Linked DNA regions of Sus scrofa: regions 1 and 3 are each linked to region 2. Evidence: chromatin contacts called from public promoter capture Hi-C data. All regions are on one chromosome and are shown on one strand. The core of a region is the stretch at or near the end of the contact, and the rest is flanking DNA. Distances in the headings are between cores, read along the strand shown. Region 1 overlaps DMBX1 (diencephalon/mesencephalon homeobox protein 1). Region 2 holds the start of EFCAB14 (EF-hand calcium-binding domain-containing protein 14). Region 3 has its middle 45 kb from the start of DMBX1.

The links. Promoter capture Hi-C pulls out the DNA fragments that hold promoters and counts their contacts.
Region 1: a contact with region 2 is called in a promoter capture Hi-C map of liver, with 5 times the contacts expected there. The contact joins the enhancer-like site here to the promoter of EFCAB14 in region 2. A contact is called at or near these places in 1 of 5 promoter capture datasets (liver), 20 of 47 Hi-C or Micro-C datasets (alveolar macrophages, embryonic fibroblasts, epiblast stem cells and 11 more) and 2 of 2 datasets of contacts at active chromatin or transcription factors (alveolar macrophages and skeletal muscle).
Region 3: a contact with region 2 is called in a promoter capture Hi-C map of liver, with 9 times the contacts expected there. The contact joins the enhancer-like site here to the promoter of EFCAB14 in region 2. A contact is called at or near these places in 4 of 5 promoter capture datasets (fetal skeletal muscle, liver and skeletal muscle) and 9 of 47 Hi-C or Micro-C datasets (brain, embryonic fibroblasts, epiblast stem cells and 5 more).

The regions. Positions count from the first base shown.
Region 1 is chr6:164,965,194-164,969,328 of Sscrofa11.1, reverse strand. It overlaps DMBX1 (diencephalon/mesencephalon homeobox protein 1), which reads left to right. Exons shown (of 5, transcript XM_021096716.1): 5 at 1-1,439. Among named protein-coding and RNA genes, the nearest start is that of DMBX1, 11 kb to the left of the region's middle. Within about 2 kb of position 1,293, at least 1 of the 83 cell types and tissues checked has an H3K27ac peak or open chromatin away from gene starts, as enhancers often do. A contact at or near this core is called in liver, where this site is marked.
Region 2 is chr6:164,775,117-164,779,647 of Sscrofa11.1, reverse strand. EFCAB14 (EF-hand calcium-binding domain-containing protein 14) reads right to left here and starts at 1,676. Exons shown (of 10, transcript XM_013999428.2): 1 at 472-1,676. The coding sequence starts at 653.
Region 3 is chr6:165,021,218-165,025,587 of Sscrofa11.1, reverse strand. No RefSeq gene overlaps it. Among named protein-coding and RNA genes, the nearest start is that of DMBX1, 45 kb to the right of the region's middle. Within about 2 kb of position 1,292, at least 3 of the 83 cell types and tissues checked have an H3K27ac peak or open chromatin away from gene starts, as enhancers often do. A contact at or near this core is called in liver, where this site is marked.

The DNA of each region.
Region 1 (4,135 bases), core at 44-2,543, 190 kb before region 2:
CCCTGCTTAGAGAAGTTGCATCTGAAAACCAGGGTAAAGATCCCTAAGGCTTGTCCCCTCTCCCAGTGGGAAGAGAGGGGTGGGTCCACCGGGGCCTCGGGAAGATTGGTTGACAGAGCAGGCGATGCCCTTGATCCTAGGGGAGGCTGTCCGGGCTGCGGCAGACGGAGAAGGCTTGGAATGGGAAAAAAAAAAAGTGAAGGGCATGGTAGCTTGGGCCAGGAAAGCTGTTTGAACAAAGCAATGCTTTAGACTGCATGGGCGATGGGGAAGTGTGGCTAACTTCGTGAGAGGTGGGGCTGAGGGTGAAACCCAGGAGAAAGACCTCACCTCGATGTGGCCGTGACCAAGGCAGGCAGATGAGGTCTTCTGAAGCGGGGGATCAGCTGAACCAGTATCGAGTATCTGGAATCTGGAAGGTAAAGCAAAGAGCCACAGGAGATCACGGGAGAGACTTGGGCAGGGGCACAGCGGGGTGGCAGAGACTCTAGAAGACAGAGGGGGTTTCTGGTTTATCGTCTGGGGTCAGTGCCAGGAAGGTCTGTTTAGGAAGTGCAAATAATCTCATGTAGCCCAGGCATGGTTTTGCCAAAGCGTTTTGCTTGTCTCTGGAGGCAAACGACCGTCACTGGGCTTTGGAATCCAACAGCTCTAGACCTCACCACTTCCTCCAGGAAGCCTCCCCTGACTTCGCCAGGAGCAAGTCGGCCCCGAAGTCCTGTGCTGTCGTGGTGAAGCCAGGCCCTTCTCCAGCTCTCAGCCCAGTTCCCTCCGAGCTTTGTAACATTCGCTCCAATCTCCCAGCCCGGAGGAGGCCAGGGCACTGGACGACTACTCCTTCCCCGGGACAAACCTCGACCTAGTTTAGGGGACCGGTCTCAGGGACCGAAAGCAGCCAGAGAGAGAGAGGGGAGTGTACGTGTAAGCCAGGCCCTGTGTCTCCCATGAGCTTGGGGTGGGGGGGCCCGCCGCACCTGAGACTGAGGCTGCGGCCTCTCCCAGGTCGGCTCGGCCACCTCCCAGCTGAGAGCCCAAGGCTTTGAACAGTCCCTTCCAGGAAGGCCTCATTCGGCTCCTCTCCCCGTGTCTGAGGCCTCCGTTTCCCCGCGTCCTCACCTCCTCAGAGCATGGTCCAGGGGCCTGGGCCCCCCACCCCGACTCCGCAGCGGCGGGCTGTACAGATTGCTTTCCAAACCAGCTGTTTTGTGACCTTTTGTGCTTAGAGGTCGTGCCAGCCCATGGCAAAACCACTGTGTACCGTATTTATTTATTCTGTTAGTTGATAAAAAACACGACTCAGATGCCCCCGCCCCTGCTCCTCCCCCTGCGTGGTGCAGCATGACACTCTGTCGTGTGTGTCCCTCTGTCTGTCTGTCTGTCTGTCTGACTTCCTGTGACGCTGTGACCTGTTCTTTGTCCTACTTGGCTAATAAAAGAGAATCCGCAGCATAGCCCTCGATCCAGCTTTATTCCCAGAGGCGCCCCTGGTGGGCTGAGTGGGCTGAGCGGGAGCCGTGGGTCTCAAGGTCTGCCCGCAGCCAGGGCAGCGCTGTGGCCAGTGGGGGAGGTGGCAGGCCTGCCTTGGATTGGCCACCCCCCACCCCCAGGGCCCTAACAGCTCTGGGACAGTCACAGGGAGCAGAGGGAGCAGAGGGACCCAGGCGGGGAAGGACTCCCGCTTCTGCTGGCCGCTTGGTCCTCACCCAAGCCGCAGGGCAGGGCAGCCTGGAGCCAGCACCAGCTGGGGGTGTGTGGGGTAGCCTGGGGGGTGGGTCTGTAGGATGGAGGGGGCAGCGGGTTCTGTGGGAATGACAGAAAGGCACATTGGATCCAAGGCCAGAGCTGTTCTCCAGTGGGATGGGCAGCCTGTGGAGGGAGGGAGCGCTTTGTCCTGGGAGGTAAGCAAGCAGAGGAGGAAGAGGGACCCTGCCATGTGGCTGGCTGGAGTGGAGATTTGTGAAGGGACTCTTTGCAAGAAAAAGGTGCCCAGCGATCCCTCCTACTCAGCCTCTATGGCCCTTGCCTGGGGTTCTAGAGCGTCTGCACAGGGCCCCTGAGCCAGAAGGGGTGGTACAAGCTTGAGTTTGGGGTCTGGGGGTTAGAGACCCGTCTGGGGGCTCCCTGGTAGAACCCCAGCAGGCTGAATGGCGTGCAGGGAGCTACCTGTGCAGGTGCCTCAGGCCACGGGGACCCCTGGGCCCTGACCTTCTCATTTCTCAGGTCGCTGCTGGACCTAGGAGGTGCATTCCTTTCTCCCCAGTGGGCTGAGGATTAGGGCGGGGAGCACCCCCTTCGCCTGGCCTTCCCGCCTCCCCGGGAGGGGCTGGCAGATCAAATGTCTGACGCAAATCTCCTTCTGCCCCTCCCAGACCAGAGCCGTCACCCGTCACCCCCTGGCCCTACATACCTCAGCCCCAGGGACACACCTTCGCTGGCAGGGAGGGCACCCCGCGGACCCTGCCATTCGAATCAGTCATCCACTCAGCACGTGCTGAGCACCTGCTGTATGCCTGGCCATGTGCTGAAGGAAGGCCCCTTGGGCGAGAGATATCTGAGCTGAGTCCCAGAGGTCCCGTGTTCCCCAGGAGGGTGCGAGAGAAGAGCGTCCTGGGAGACACAGCGCACACACAGCTGCTGGCGAGCCCTGGGGCACAAAGCCCTGGAGCTTGGAACCCTGGGGGGTAGTGTCAGGCGCGAGGAGGGAAAGGGAGGCTGGGAGCTTGGACTCAAGCCCAAGGGCCGTGGGGGGCATGGGGAGCTATTCCCAGTGGGGGCGTGGCGTGATCAGACTTGCATTTTAGTAAATCCGCTCCCCCCCCAAATGCCTTTACGGCATGGTGGTTCATGAGGTGGCAGGGAGCTCAGGGAGGAGGCCCTATGCCACGTCCTGCTGGGAGGAGGGTGGCATCCACAGGGGGCTGGGGGACGAGGGGCGAGAGAGGGGGTCAGACTAGTGAGTGCTGATTGTGGGCTTGGGAAGAGTCAAGGTGCTCTGAGTCTGGGACTTGACCACGTGGTGAACGGCAACCCTCGGGCTGGCGAGGGGAGGGAGCCGAGCTCAGGCTGCTCTTTTGAGGCGCCTTCTACTTACTCAAGGGAAGGTGTTGGGAGCAAGAGAAGGATCTGTCTGCGCTGCTTAGACTTCATTAATAAGGACGTACATGGCACTTGCTCTGTGCCTGGCACCTCACACATATGAAGTCACTCATCCTCACAAGATCCTGTGTAGTAGGCACTATTATCCCCATGTAACAGATAAGAAAACGGACGCACAGAGAGGTTAAGGAACTTGCCCATGACCACACAGCTCGTAAGGGGTGAACCGAGATATGGTGTTTTTTGCTTTTTGTGTGTGTGTGTTTGTTTTGGTTGGTGGGTTGGTTGAGATGTATAAGAAGTTTATCAAGGGGGGACATCCCTGCAAAGGATGAAAGGGGAGGACGCAGGAGCGGGAGAGGAGAGCCCGCGGCCCACAAGGCTGACCTCGGAATCCATGCCCTTCGCCTTGCTGGTGGTCAGCAGGGCTGGGGAATGAAGCCATGCCACTGAGACCACACGGGGGACGCTGAGGATGGGACCTCAGGGAACTGCTGACGATATGCAAGGAAGGTTCTGCCGTGGCGTTGGGACCAGCCGTTCTTGGCCTGCCGTTGACCGTGAGAAAGTAACTCCCCAGTTTCCTTTTCTCTTGACTGGGGATCATTAGCCATGTCCAGCCTCCCGGGAGGCTTGGGTGAGATAAAGAGGAGGGTCTGGAGGAGGCCGAGGGGCGGAGTGGCCAGTGCGCGACCTGCAGTGGGTGCTCAGACAGCCTTGGAGGGGGAGACGAGAGAGGCGGGGTCTCCCCGGGGCGCCTCCCTGAATCCTTTCCTTAGCCCTTGGCCCCAGTGATCCTTCGGTCCAGAGGCCCGGGTTCTCGGGGGCCCTGTGGAAGGGGCCCCATCTGAGAGGGTCCTGGGGGATGGGGCCGCCCTTCCCCTCTTTCCCACAGAGCTGCTTGGGGCTGGAGCCCCCCTGCATCTCTCATTCTGCTCTCCCTTCTGGGAAAGCCGATTAGGAGGTGGCCTCCTGCCCGCCCCCCTGACAAGTTCGTCTGAACTTCCAACAAAGGCCCTCAGAGGGCTGCCGAGGGAGG
Region 2 (4,531 bases), core at 427-2,926:
TCAAGGCTCACACTTTCCACAGGATGTCCTTCACCATATTCCCCCATCACCGAGATTCAGACCCGTCAAGAGTGCAAAAAATAATCTGCAGTCCTAAGACCCCCGTCTCTCCTACGCTTAAGCAGAAGGCCTGGTCCCCCAAGTTCCTCTGGTCTCTGTCCCTATTCTTGGCTTCTTTGCTACTCCCACTTTGGTCTCTCTGGGCTCTTGGCTCATTCCCCAAGTCCACTGTCTACCCTAGATTCAGAGCTCTCTTTTGTACACTCAGAGACAGATCTCTAACTTATCCTTCATCCAGAACCTGAACTCACCTTCTCCCTAATAGCTTTTCTGCCTCTGTGCCTTCCAAGGTCTACGTGCTTTTTAAAAATTTTTCTTAAGAACTTCCTTCTCCCTCCCTTTAATTTGCCCCCTTGGTCGTGTTGGGAGATACCTTTTCCCCATTCCACCTCTGTGCACTGCATTACTCACTTGACAAAGCGAGAGCGATTTCCAGCTACACCAAACTCCTCTTCCTCCTCTGAGCTGGACTCAGAGTCTGAGTCGGGAGGCTCGGTGCGAAGCAGGCGGTGGCCTGAGCCTTTCTTGGGCTTCTTTCTCCGGCTATCCCCAGCCAAGCCGATCAATGCATTGAGCTCTTTGCGCTTTTTCATCTTCTTGTGTGGGGTGAGTGGGGCACCCACTCCTGAGCTGCCAGGTTCGTACCCGATGCCCAATTCTCTCGATGCCTTGGAGCTGCCTTCCAGGGTGGGGAATTCTGGGCCAGAGCCCCTCTGGTCACTCCCACCCAGGGGTGGGACTGACCAGATCCGCTGGGGACTAGAGACTGGAGCCCAGAGGAAACTGGAACTCAGATGGATGGCTGGGGGAAGTCACGTAAAGACGTCCTGGGGGCTGGTGATCAAAATGGATAAAGCCCTGGGCATGGAGTGTCAATTAGTTGAGGGTGTTTAGGAGAGGTAACCTTTGTCTCCCAAGGGGGATAAAAAGTCAAGAACGAGAGATTCTCAGCCCTGGTCAGTAGATAATACTAATAAGGGTGCTTCAGGAGCTGGGGAAGGACACGCGGACGGGTGTTCTGGTCTTCCGGGGCAAGATTTCCAGTGGAAAGGGAAAGAAACTTGCTTTTGAATGGGAGAAGAGGAGGAGGTGCAGAGCGAGACAGTGGGGTCGCACTGGTCCCTTCCTGGCTGGCAGCAGGAGGGGGCTCCCAGCCACTGCAACCCGGACACAGGAAACGCTCGGGGCTGAGAGATCACCGATCTCCGGCCTCCGTCCTGAGCTTGAAGGGAGCCGGAGGCCGAGGAAGATCCAGAGCTCTTGTTTGCAGGGCTCAGCCTCAGAGGAACCAGTCCCGCGCCTGAGGAGACCCCAGCCCTGGTGTCTGGGCCTGGGGGCAGGTCAAGAGGGGCGTCAGCGGCTCAGCCCACCTGAAGCGCTCCCGCCGAGTTTGAGGTATTCCGGCACCGGCGACTTTCGGCAACTCAAACGCGCCGCCTCCACTGCAGCCGCGACTCCGGTCCCCGCTTCGGCTCCGGACGCAGCTGCTCCTGACTCGCTGGTGGCGGCGGCGGAGGCGGCGGCGGCGGAGGCGGCGGCCGCGGGGTCCAGACCCGGGCCATCGCTCCAACCCCAGCTCACTTCCCCTTTGGCAGCGGTGCCAGCACCGCCTGCCAGTAAGGCGCGCTCCCATTGGCCGCAGGTTCGGTGACGTAACACCGGGCGCGCGAGGGGCGATGGGGAGGCGGGGCGTTAAAGGGCCCAGGCTCCTGCGCGGGTAGGTCCCGCCTGCTAGTTGGGGAGGTCCTACCCGCAGAAAAGCCCTCGGGGATTTATCGCTCACTGTACTTCGGGAGTGTTCGGTTGCAGGAGGCGCAGGGGCGGTTCAGGCGAAGCTCCCAGCTGCTCCACCTGCTTAGGAAGTTCATCGGCCTCTCCGACCGCCAGCTGTGAACTGGGCTAACCCAGCTTAGACGTCCCAACCCTCTGGCTCGCATGTTGTTTATTAAAGGTTTAGGCATGTTACAGATTAATGACCCGGTTGAACACGTCCATTCATTCATTGCGTAAATATTTATTGAGAGTTTACCACGTGTCAGGAGCAATTCTACTGCTGAGGATACAGCAATGAACAAAATAACCACTTGCTTAGGGTTGCCAGATTTAGCAAATAAAAATACCAGACATCCAGTAAAGTGCCAACCCTAATCCTACAGTTTACACTGCAGTGGGGGGAGAGCAGCGACATATTAAATGTCAGGAGGTGATAAATATTATGGGGGAAATTGAAATATGATAAGGGGACAGGGAGTGCCTCTGTGATAAGAGGACCTTTGGTTTGAGACTGAGAGGCTGCGAGGGAGTGAGTTGTGCAATGGCCAGGAGGAAAAAGTGACCTGGAAGACCTGGTGTGGCTGGACCTGAAGGGCAAGAGGAGCAGGATGGGAAATGAGGTCGGATAAGCATCAGGGGCCCGATCATGCAGGGCCTTATGGACCACTGTGAGAACTTTGGGAAACCACTGGTGCTTTAAGCTCTGGTTTAGCATTTATGTATGTATTTATTTATTTACTTATTTATTCAATTTTTCAAAGTTTTTTTGAAGTATGGTTGATTTACAATGTTGATAATCTCTGCTGTATAATAAAGTGATTCAGTTATACATATACACACATCCGTACTTTTTCAGATTCTTTTCCCATATAGATTATCACAGAGTATTGGGTAGAGTTCCCCGGGCTATACAGCAGGTCCCCGTTGGCCAATTATTCCATATGCTGCTGTGTGGGATATGCCAATCCCGAACCCCCAGGACAGTCCTTCTCCCCACCCGTCCCTTTGGTAACCATAAGTTTGTTGTCAAAGTTTGTGAATCTGTTTCTGTTCTGCAGAACAAATATGGAATGCCTCACGAATTTGCATGTCATCCCTACGCAGGGGACATGCAAATCTTCTCGGTGTTGTTCCAATGTTTGTATATGTGCTGCTAAAGGGAGCCCTGGCTTAGATTTTAAAATGATCACTCTAGCTACTGTGTGGGAAAGAGAATTGGAGGAGAGTGAGGGAAGGATAAAGATGCTGGCAGTAGTGGAGATGGTGAGCATTCTGAAAGCTTCTTGAAGACAGAGCTAATTGGATTTCCCACTGTGGTGCAGTGGGTTAAGAATCCAACAACAGTGACCGGGTCGCTGTGAAGGTATGAGTTTGATCTCTGGCTCAGCACAATGGCTTAAGGATGTGGCATTGCTGCAGCTGTGGTATAAGTGGCATTTCCAGCCCTGAGTCAGTCCCTGGCCTGGGAACTTCCATATGCCACAGGTGCATCCATGAAAAAAAAAAAAAAAAAAAGAGCTAACAATATTTACTGCAAAAAAAGAGAAGGATCTTAGGGTGGAACCACCAGCAGAACCACTGGAGGAAAGGCATTGCTGTTTCCTGAGATGAAGGAGAGCAGATCTGGGGCAAGCTTGAGAAGCCAATTCAATATTCCTTTTTTTTTTTTTTTCCTTTTTGTCTTTTCTAGGGCCGCACCTGCGGCATATGGAGCTTCCCAGGCTAGGGGTCTAATCGGAGCTGTAGCTGCCGGTCTACACCACAGCCACAGCAACACCAGATCTGAGTCACATCTTCGACCTACACCACAGCTCATGGCATCGCCGGATCCTTAACCCAGTGAGCATCGAGGTCAGGGATCGAACCTGCAACCTCATGGTTCCTAGTCGGATTCGTTAACCACTGAGCCATGACGGGAACTCCCAATTCATTATTCAAATGGACTGTTTGATACATCTATCTGGAGTTCTGGGTAGAGGTTGGGGCCTGAAATATAAATCTGAGAGTCATCAGATGCAGATGGCATTTAAAGGAAAGTGCTTTGAACTACTTGGAAAAAAGTCATGTAGAGTAATTATTATAGTCACATTCGTATTGTGGCATATGAATCTTTGTCTAGGGATACCTATCCAAAGTCTGGACCTCTCTCTTATTTATCTTTGTGTGTCTAGAGCTGCAGGTAGATGATCTGATATATATGTGATATATGTGGTGCCGAGTTATACAGAGGTATGAGTGGAGTTTTGGAATCAAGAGAACTCGGATGAAATCATGCCTTGAACATTGACTAGCTCTGTCAGCGTGGAAGCCATTCAAATTCTCCGCGTTTCAGTTTTCCCCTCTGCAAAATGAGGATTAACATCTATTTCTCAGGACAGACAAATGAGAAGATGCTTGCGAAAGTGTTTTTTTTTTTTTTTTTTTTTTTTTTTTTTTTTTTTTTTGTCTTTTGTCTTTTTGTTGTTGTTGTTGTTGTTGCTATTTCTTGGGCCGCTCCCGCGGCATATGGAGGTTCCCAGGCTAGGGGTTGAATTGGAGCTGTAGCCACTGGCCTACGCCAGAGCCACAGCAACGTGGGATCCGAGCCGCGTCTGCAACCTACACCACAGCTCACGGCAACGCCGGATCGTTAACCCACTGAGCAAGGGCAGGGACCGAACTTGCAACCTCATGGTTCCTAGTCGGATTCGTTAACCAC
Region 3 (4,370 bases), core at 43-2,542, 250 kb before region 2:
CTTGCTAGGGAGTGACTAACGGGGCTCTGAGCTGCCCTCCAGCAGGGGGCGCACTACGCTGCCCCATCCCTGCACCTCCCCTGCTCCATCGCCCCAGCCCTCCTGGTCTTGTGAGAGGCTCAGGCTCCTGCAGACTCAATCAGGGGCCAGAGGCAGGGCTCAGCTGGCACTAGGGTCAGGGCTTGGTCTGGCGCCAAGGTCAAGGTTCACTGGGTGCCGGGGGTCAGGCTCATCTGGGACCAAGGACAAAGGTCAGTCAGGGGCTGAGATTTCACTGCTGCCCCCCTGTCGTCTCTGCACACAGGTGCACCCCCGACACCTGCCGTCTCAAGATGCTGCTGGCGGAAAAGAGACGCGGGGCCCTCATCGGGCGTGGGCCTCTGCGGCTGGGGGAGGGTGGGGGGGGCAGGTGGGGGCCCGGGCCAGGCAGATAGCTGTGAGGTACGTTTCCATCTCCGCGGGTCGGGCGGGCGAAGCCATTTCCAATCTGCTCTCTATCATTTTCAATATCATTAATCCCAGACACTCTATTTTCCATGCCTGCGCAGCCAGGCCCCCGAGTGTGCGCCGTGTAAAGTGACACATATTCATCACCGGCTCGTGGCGCCGGCGCCGACGCTGATACAATATTAGTGTTGCCCCCCCGCTCGGGGCCCGCTCTGCCCGGCTCCCCGATGGCACGAATCCATCACCTGGAGCCCGTGTCACTTTCCCCAGCAGCCACATTTGTTTGGGCACTTAGGAGGTAATTGTGGCACATTAGCCGGGGCGGGGAAGGGCGCTGGGCCTCGGAGGAGGGGAAGCGGAAGCATCTTCCTCCACAGGCCGAGCCCACCCTGGCCCGGTGCCACGCCTCGGCTCCAGCTCCGGCCCCAGACACCTGGGTTCTTGCTCAGCCTTGGAGGAGGGAGCTTGAGGAAGCCAGACCCCTTCAGGGAGGCTCAGAAGGGTTCTCCAGCTCCCCTGTGAGCCCCAACCTTGGGGCTTGGTTTAGGTGATGGTTTTGCAACCATTCCAGCCATATCCTACACTGAAACTTAGCATGTGGCAATGCCAGTCCTCCTGGCTCCATTTCAAGTCCCATATGGAGGAGGGAGGGGAGAGGGAAGCAGGAGGGAGGGGGCACTGCCCAACTCTTGGAAGCCCAAGGCTGAGGGAAAAGCTGGCCCTGCCCTGGGAACCTGGGTCTGAGAGGGGAGGTCCCTAGTCTGAGAGGGGTGACATGGCCCAGCCCTCAGGAGCTCTGTCTGAGTCCAGGCAGACAGGATGTCACCCAGCCTGAACAGCAGACCGTGACCCAGGGCTGGGTGCTTTTGGGCAGACTGCCTGGAGGTGGTGAGCCAGATACAGGGACAGCCTCTGGACACCGGGAGGCCCAGAGTGGCTGCCGTGGAGGGAGGAGCCGCAGTCGGGGTCATTGATCTGGGCAGAGGCCAGGCTGTGCTGGGGCAGGGGTTCCCTCCTCTGTCCGCAGGGCTAACACCCATTAACCTCGTCAGCAGACAAATTGCCCGTCTTGTCAAATTCCCATTTAAAATGCAAACTCGATTTGACAGAGTAAACGAGTGGAGGTGGGAACGGATAATCCAGTGGAAGCTCATTAGCAGGGCCCAATGAGAGGGGCCAGCTGGGATGGCCTCACGAACTTGCTGTGATGAAGCTTCCAGCCTTGAAACATCCCACCACCCGCTCGATATCCTGACTCGCTGGCCCTCCTGCCCACCCCCCTCAAGGGGTCCGGGGACCCCAGCTGCCTGCTGTCACCTTTGGGCAGGTGCATTTGAGAGCTTTGGAAGCAGACTGAGTTGGGAACCCGCCTTTGTCCCTCTGCCTGGCCACTCAGTGGCCTTGGGTAGTGACAACAGCAACTGTGTGCCCCCCCATCACCCCACTGGGGTTCCCACTGGGACACCGTATGTCTATTCTCCTACACAGCCGTTGCTAGAGGGGGCTTGTGAATTGGCATTATTAACTTATTTACAAATGAGAAACTTGGAACCCTGTTAGAAATCGGCGGGCAGAGCTTGGATTTGAACCCGATCCATCAGGCTCCAATGGTCATACTTGTAACCATTGCACTGCTTTGGCTTCCTGGGTGGTCGTCCTACCTTCTCTGCTTCCCTGGTTTCTGCGCTGTCGCTGGCTGTGAGGGGGTAGGAAAAGTGATTTCCCCTTGGGCCTCATTTTTCTCATCTGTAAAAAAATGGGCAAACCACAGCCTTCCACCTCAAGAAATACAGTAAGGAGAATTTTAGTAAGCCCTTGGTTTAATGAATACGAATAATCACCCAAGAAATACCTGCAGACAATTTAGCCTGGGATGGGGTGGGGAGGGTGGGTAGGAAGGGGAGAGAAAGAAGCTGGGTTTTCCCAGGAAGCCGCTCATGGGCAGACATGGGCACCCCCTCCTGGCTTCCAGGACCTTGGTCTCCTTGGACGTGCACCCCCTCCTCTCTGCTCCCTACCTGGGCCCCTCTCAGAGGAGAGAGGCCTGTGTGTGGTCACTTTCACAAGCCTGGAGTGGGGTTGACAGGTCTCCCAACCCCAGAGGGAGGGGCCCTGGGGCAAGTGGCCTGCTCACCAGGCCATTGTTTCTGTCCCCTGCTGCAGCCAGGCCACTGCTACCTGTTTCAAAGAGTTGGAATAACGTACAATTAAGAGGGCTGGTAAGGGAGTTCCCACCATGGCTCAGCAGAAACGAATCTGGCTTACAACCATGAGGATGCAGGTTCGATCCTTGACCTCGATTGGTGGATTAAGGATCTGGCATTGCCGTGAGCTGTGGTGTAGGTCGCAGAACCGGTAGGGCAGCGGCTACAGCTTTGATTTGACCCCTAGCTTGGGAACCTCCATGTGCTGTGGGTGCAGGTGCAGCCTTAAAAAGACAAAAAAAAAAAAAAAAAAAAGAGGGCTGGTAGGGCAGCAGCTGATAGTCAGTGGGCTGTCGCTCCATCTCGCCGCCCCAGGGCACCTCTCCCCTTCCTTCAAGGGGCACAGGGAACCCCTGAACCTGGCTGGGTCTGCACCTGCTCCTGCCACCACATGGGGCGCTGTGCTGTGACGCCGCACCCGGAGCTGGTGCTGGGTGACCTTGGACAGGTGTCCTCTTTGGGTCTCACAGCCTGTCGCTGGCATGGCAAGGCCTTCTCACCCCCAATCTCTGCCCCCCTCCCTTCACAGGCACCAAAGCGGTTGCTCTGAATACTGCCACTGCCCCACCGCGACTCCTTCCTCTTCCCAAGGTAAAGTCCAAATTCCTCAGCTGGAGGAACTCAGGCCCTATGCAGTCCGGCCTCCGTCCCGCCTTGCCGTCTCTCCCAGTGCGCAGGGTCCCGAACTTTCCTGTCTCTGCCTTTGCCAGCCTGAGTTACCCTCGTGTCCTTGTCCGCACCACCTCTGGACTCCACACCTACCCCAGGGGATCCCCCCTCTCTTCAGCCCCTCTGTGCACCCCCTCCTCACCTGGCTCTAGCTGGATGAGACCCTATGAGACCCTGGGCCCTGTCTGGGGAGGGGGGGCAGGCTGCAGCCGAGGAGGGGCGGTGGGGGGGAGTTCTCGGCCTCCCTCCCATTGTCTGCAGAGCGGTCCTCTGAGGCTGGCCTAATTCCCTTCAGAGCCTGGCTCCCATCTTCAGGGTGGTGCTTAGGGAGCCGAGAGCTCAACATTAATGCCTAAGAAAGTCGTGGGTGGATTAGAAAGCGAGGGGGATTAGGGCCAGAGCTGGTGGCTGAGGCAGAAGCAGGGCCCCTCCTCCTGAGGAAGAGGAGGCTAATCCTGCTTAGCGACTGAGGAGCCGGCAGTGCTGGGGGGCCTTCTTTCCATCCACGGGCTGCTCAAACCCGCCTGGCCCACCAGACGTCCGTGGGCCCCGGCCACGGCAGCAGGCGGAAGACCACTGCACTCCCTCTGTCCTCCAAAGTTTTGGTCCACTGGTGTCCCCCCAAACCATCTCTGCCTTGTTCTCAACACGGCTCCAGCCCTCCTTGTGACCCCAAACCTTTTTATCCTGCGATGCCCACCCAAACTGCCCGGTCTAGCCATCCCCCCAGTTTTCATAACTACCTGCATGTCCATGAACTGAGCTGTCCCACAGAAACTCAGGGCCCTATGGATCCGTGCTGCCCAGAAAGCCCGTAGTGGGAGCTGTGGGGCTGCCCAGCTCCTCCTCGAGGGCCAGAGCACTCATTCCTGCAGCTGCTGGCATGTTGGCTGCTAACGGCCCACGGTCAAGTTCCTCCCTGGGGAATGGCTCTCGGCTGCCTCCCCCAGGGTGATGCCTGCTCCCTGAAGGGCATCCACAGGATGATTGGCCAATGCAGGAGGACACAGCTCTGCCCACCCCCCGCTTTTGACCTTTTTAGGGCCGTAC